Regions from separate parts of the Mus musculus genome. Here region 2 is linked to region 1. Evidence: chromatin contacts called from public HiChIP or PLAC-seq data. All regions are on one chromosome and are shown on one strand. The core of a region is the stretch at or near the end of the contact, and the rest is flanking DNA. Distances in the headings are between cores, read along the strand shown.

Evidence for each region. HiChIP or PLAC-seq counts read pairs in DNA pulled down with a chosen protein or histone mark.
Region 2: a FOXA1 HiChIP or PLAC-seq map of pancreatic cancer cells shows a contact between it and region 1. The contact joins two enhancer-like sites. A contact is called at or near these places in 6 of 484 Hi-C or Micro-C datasets (embryonic fibroblasts, erythroid progenitors, group 2 innate lymphoid cells and 3 more) and 7 of 115 datasets of contacts at active chromatin or transcription factors (the HPC-7 cell line, T-cell acute lymphoblastic leukemia, Th2 cells and 4 more).

The regions. Positions count from the first base shown.
Region 1 is chr9:56,272,355-56,275,301 of GRCm38.p6, forward strand. The region is part of intron 3 of Peak1 (pseudopodium-enriched atypical kinase 1); the gene reads right to left. The region is part of intron 5 of Peak1os (a long non-coding RNA gene); the gene reads left to right. Among named protein-coding and RNA genes, the nearest start is that of Peak1os, 32 kb to the left of the region's middle. Within about 2 kb of position 1,402, at least 53 of the 459 cell types and tissues checked have an H3K27ac peak or open chromatin away from gene starts, as enhancers often do. A contact at or near this core is called in pancreatic cancer cells, where this site is marked.
Region 2 is chr9:56,521,259-56,524,205 of GRCm38.p6, forward strand. No RefSeq gene overlaps it. Among named protein-coding and RNA genes, the nearest start is that of Gm31529, 57 kb to the right of the region's middle. Within about 2 kb of position 1,368, at least 10 of the 459 cell types and tissues checked have an H3K27ac peak or open chromatin away from gene starts, as enhancers often do. A contact at or near this core is called in pancreatic cancer cells, where this site is marked.

The DNA of each region.
Region 1 (2,947 bases), core at 152-2,651:
AGAGCAGCAGATTAGATAAGGAGGCAGTGAACCACGGAGTACCATGAGGTAAGTTTACTGCCTGGCATATAGCGATCAATGACAAACATTAGTCATCTCCCACAGAAAATAAGGAAATGGTGGGGAAAAAGATTGCTCCTTGAAAATTCAACTCATAAGAGGAACTTAACTCTAAAAGAAGTTTCAATATGATCCCTTTGGGGAATTTAGGGATTATGATAAAAAGTGTGATTTAGAAGGGTACCTTCAAAGTTGAAGACAATACACACCACCTTCTAAAAGAAGCCCACAAGACAGAGCTTTGAGGCCCCGGTGCTTGTTTATGATGTGTGGCAATGGCTGTTGCTTAAAATGAAAGTATTACCCCAAAGAATCCTTAGAAGAGTGCAAGCCAATAATAGAAACAACAAAATTTGCAGTTATAGACCAGAAAAATCTCCCTAGTGGCAAAGGCAATTTTTATTATTTTCCTTGGGCTCTTGCTTAAAATCAAGAGGTAGAGTTTAATACAGCATTCAAGAAGAATTTAATTAGTTTGAATGTAATTAAAAGTAAAATGACATGAACATTTTCATGATGAGGTTTCTGGGCAATGATTGAATAATCTTTAAAAATTCCATTACTATGGTTTAATAATTTCCGATAGACCTACTGCTTTCAAAGTTTTGGTCATAGTAGACAATTTAAATGAAAAATATTTTGGGGTAGCATTCAGCATAGAGTAGGTTTTCTAAGACTTTTAAGTTCTGGGGCTGCAGAAACAGCTCTGCAGGTAAGAGCACGGTGCTCACACCACCTCTAACTCCAGTTCCTGGAGGTCTGACTCTTCCTGGCCTCTGCAGGCACCAGACACACATGTGATACCTAAAACTAAACCCATATACACAAAATGAAAACATATTAAAAAAAAAACAAGCCTCATATTTTGAGATAAAATCCAGTAAGACAAAATATCAAAACCAATCATATATCAACTCAAACACAAAACATAGCTACCCTAAGGAAACAGACCCCTGACTCAGCGAAGGGAAAGCAATGCCCAAGACAACCTAAGGAGACTAGACAACTTCCAAATTACTCTAAACAACAGTCTATTGCATAACTGTGAAAGTACAATTGATAAATGCACCATAAATCTACAAAGGAAGGAGGGAGGGAGGTAAGATGGAACGAATGAATGAATGAATGAATGAGCAAGCATGATGGTCCTTGAACACCTGAATGTGAAGAGTGATGTGCTGAGCACACCACCACTCCCAGGTCACAGCCAGCTCTCGCCAGAAGACTGCAGTAAGAGTTAATATCAAAGCTTTGTCTGACTTGAAGCAACACAGAAGGCAAAAATAAATACCAACTCCTACAAAAAGCAGATGAATCAGATGCACACGGGGAACAAGTGTGGTCTAAGTGTGATGTTTAACATAGTTGTGGTTGGAAACCCAAATCCTGCTTCTGTCTTTAAGATGCAACTCTGAATTAGTCATTCATGTCTTTGGCTAAATGTCAGGCTACTTCCAAGGTACCTGATGTTCTTGGAAAGGGGCCATGAATATATTAAGATAAAAATGGACACTGAATTTTCTCTGATGATCAAATAAAATAATGAAGAGACGATGTTCAGGATATGATGTGTTCCTCGCTGCTCTCTCATCAACCTAGAGAGAGGTAGGCCTGATTATCTCTTTATGGTAGGGGTTGGGGAAAGATGTTTGGACATGGAGAAGCAGTAAAATTAAGAAGTAAAGCTTTTCAAGTTATATAATTTGGAAAATTTGGGATTAATATATAGACTTTAAAGCTTGATACTGGTGAAACCTCTTAAGACTGTCCTTTGTGCTAGAGATCATGATGTTTAAGAAAGGAAAGGGAAAAAAAAGGCAGACACAGCAGACAAGTATCCCTTGTTCTCCCTTGTGATGATTAGGGTGAGAATGTCCCCAGGAGGCTCAGATGTTTGAACACATAGTCCCCAGTTGGTGGCGCTATTTGGGGGATGGTTAGGAAGTATAACCTTTTTTTTTTTTAATATTTTTTATTACGTATTTTGCTCAATTACATTTCCAATGCTATCCCAAAAGCCCCCCATACCCTCCCCCCAACTTCCCTACCCACCCATTCCCATTTTTTTGGCCCTGGCGTTCCCCTGTACTGGGCATATAAAGTTTGTGTGTCCAATGGGCCTCTCTTTCCAGTGATGGCCAACTAGGCCATCTTTTGATACACATGCAGCTAGAGTCCAGAGCTCCAGGGTACTGGTTAGTTCATATTGTTGTTCCACCTATAGGGTTGCAGATCCCTTTAGCTCCTTGGGTACTTTCTCTAGCTCCTCCATTGGGAGCCCTGTGATCCATCCAATAGCTGACTGTGAGCATCCACTTCTGTGTTTGCTAGGCCCCTGCCTAGTCTCACATGAGACAGCTCTATCTGGGTCCTTTCAGCAAAATCTTGCTAGTGTATGCAATGGTGTGAGCTTTTGGAAGCTGATTATGGGGTGGATCCCTGGATATGGCAGTCTCTAGTTGGTCCATCCTTTCATCACAGCTCCAAACTTTGTCTCTGTAATTCCTTCCATGGGTGTTTTGTTCCCATTTCTAAGAAGGGGCACAGTGTCCACACTTTGGTCTTCATTCTTCTTGAGTTTCATGCGTTTAGCAAATTGTATCTTATATCTTGGGTCTTCTAAGTTTTGGGCTAATATCCACTTATCAGTGAGTACATATTATGAGAGTTCCTTTGTGATTGTGTTACCTCACTCAGGATGATGCCCTCCAGGTCCATCCATTTGCCTAGGAATTTCATAAATTCATAAATTCATTTTTAATAGCTGAGTAGTACTCCATTGTGTAAATGTGCCACATTTTCTGTATCCATTCCTCTGTTGAGGGGCATCTGGGTTCTTTCCAGCTTCTGGCTATTATAAATAAGGCTGCTCTGAACATAGTGGAGC
Region 2 (2,947 bases), core at 118-2,617, 250 kb after region 1:
CTTCCTATAAAACGCTTATCAGTTACTTACTTGCAAAATGTTTATTAAATAATTATAGTGAAACTCGTATATACCATCTTAGTTGAAGAATAAAAGTTAATACAACAGCCCTGGAGACATGGCTCAGCAGCTAAGAGTACTTGCTGCTTTTCCTCCAGAGGATCAGAGTTCAATTCCCGGCATCCACATGGTAGCTCACAGCTGTCTGTAACTTCAGTTCCAGGAGATCCAACAATCTCCTGTTACTTCCCTGGGCACCAGGTCCACACATGGTGTCCATACAACAGATGCACTCAGAACACCCATACACATAAGATAAAAATAGAATAAATCAGCTGGGTGGTGGTGGCACAAGCCTTCAATCCCAGCACTCCGGAGGCAGAGGCAGGCAGATCTTTGTGAGTTCGAGGCCAGCCTGGTCTACAGAGTGAATTCCAGGATGGCCAGGGCTACACACACACACACACACACACACACACACACACACACACAAAGTAGATACATACATACATACATACATACATACATACATATATCATACATAGATGATATATATCTAGATGATAGATAGATAGACAGACAGACAGACAGACAGACAGACAGACAGATAGATAGATAGATAGATAGATAGATAGATAGATAGATAGAATAAATCTTTATAAAAAGTCAGTTTTAGGTCAGGTGTGATAGCACACATGTACTTAATCCCAGCACTTGGAAACAGAGACAGGTGTATCTCTATGAATTCAAGACCAGCCTTGTCTACATAGTGAGTTCCAAGATAGTCAGGATTACATAGTGAGATCCTGTGTCAAGATAAACAAACAAATAAAAGCCATTATCATTAGTAATGGGGCAAATTGAGCACACGCACGCATCCCAACAGCCTCAAGGGAAGGGTACCACTTCATCTCTGAGAACACAGGATCAGAAAAACTGAAATCGAGGGACAAAGAACAAAAGAGTCAGCCTGTAATCTTTACAAGTGTCAAGGTCACAAAAGTAGAGATTGAGGAACTGCCAGGGGCTGAAGGCGACTAAAGACACTTGACAACTAAATCAAGGAGTGGTCGAAGATGAGCCTTTCCATGGTGAAATTGGAAAGGGGTCTATGGATTAGATGCCGTTAGGAACACAATGTCTTGACTTCATTTGCTCTTGAATGGTGCCCCTCCCCTAACATGCACCCCGACCCAGCCTTATGTTGCACTCCTGGAGACAGCTGCACGGGAAGAAAGCACTGTGTCTTTGGGGAGGGTGTTCTAAAGCAGCTTTGCTCACCACGGCCCCTTCCTTACTCAGGCTGCCCTAACAGAATGCCACACCCGGAACATCAGACTTCTGATGATTCTGGAGGCTCACGGCCCAGATCAAAGGGGCAGCTCGGCTTCTGATGAAACCTTTCTTCCTGGCCAAGTCACGGCTGCTTCTCTCAGGGTCCTCATGGTGCCTTGGATGTGTGCAGCCTGGGCCTTTCCCTCTTCTCCTAAGGACACTCATGACACTCTCTAACCTTAATTAATTCCTTAAATGTCTGTCTCCAAATAAAGTTACACCAGATATAAGAGCTTTGTTTACACACCGTGAGAGGCCACAGCACAGTCAGTAGTATGACTCAAATACTCGTTGACAGTGGAATAGAGTGACTGTGAATAGTGGCATATCTATACAAGGGACCACTAAGCTGCAATGAGCTGGAATGAATTACTAGTTGAGTCTTGCTAGACATGGATAAAGTTTCCCATAGATTCCTGAGTAAAGAATACAGACTAACCAAACAACAAAAAGCAAACAGCGTATGATGTTATGGATATGCAGAAGACCAGAGTTTTGTTTTGTTTTGTTTTCCGAGACAGGGTTTCTCTGTGTAGCCCTGGCTCTCTGGAACTCACTTTGTAGACCAGGCTGGCCTCGAACTCAGAAATCCACCTGCCTCTGCCTCCCAAGTGCTGGGATTAAAGGCATGCGCCACCACTGCCCAGCAAGACCAGAGTTCTTAAGGTCACAGCTCGGACCGCCTCAGCCTTTATGAGCCCTTGGTCACACATTCTCAACACATCAATTAAAGAGACAAATAACAGTGAACAACAGCCAGGCAGTGGTGGTACACACCTTTAATCCCAGCACTTGGGAGGCAGAGGCAGGTGGATTTCTGAGTTCAAGACCAGCCTAGTCTACACAGTGAGTTCCAGGACAGCCAGAGCTATACAGAGAAACCCTGTCTCGAAAAACCAAACCAAACCAAAATCAGTGAACAACAGAAAGAAGAGCTTTTTTTTCAATGTGGCCACACTGGAAAGGATGGAACAAATAAGAAGGTGCAGTCACCCCAAAGTCCTGACATGAGGGTTAGATTTAAATAGAGGGCAAGAGGTGTGCATAGCTAAGCAGTCTGGTCACGGTGTGGTCCCAGCTCTGGAGGCTCAAGTCCCATGCTGACCCATCGTTGTCTCTGCTCCAGTCTTTCCAGCAAGTGCTGGGAGTGCTCAGAACTTGATGGACTCTCTTCCTGGGAGGCAGGCTCCCTTCCCTTCCCTAAGCATGAGCTTCCTGGGGAAATTCTGACTCCTTGGGGACTTTTGTTTCAATGATCTCATAGCCAGTGAGGTGACTCTGAGGGTCCAGGGATGAGGTGGCCATGAGCTCTTCCAGATTTTATCTATTTTCACAGTTAAGACAGTTGGGGACGGGGCTGGAGAGATGGCTCAGCGGTTAAGAGCGCTGACTGCTCTTCTGAAGGTCGTGAGTTCAAATCCCAGCAACCACATGATGGCTCATAACCATCCGTAATGAGATCTGATGCCCTCTTCTGGGGTGTCTGAAGACAGCTACAGTGTACTTACATATAATAATAATAATAAAAAAAAGACGGTTGGGGATGTTACAGGGTCATCCCAGAGACAGCACACTAGTGCTCCACATCTCTCTCATGCCTCACCACAAAGTC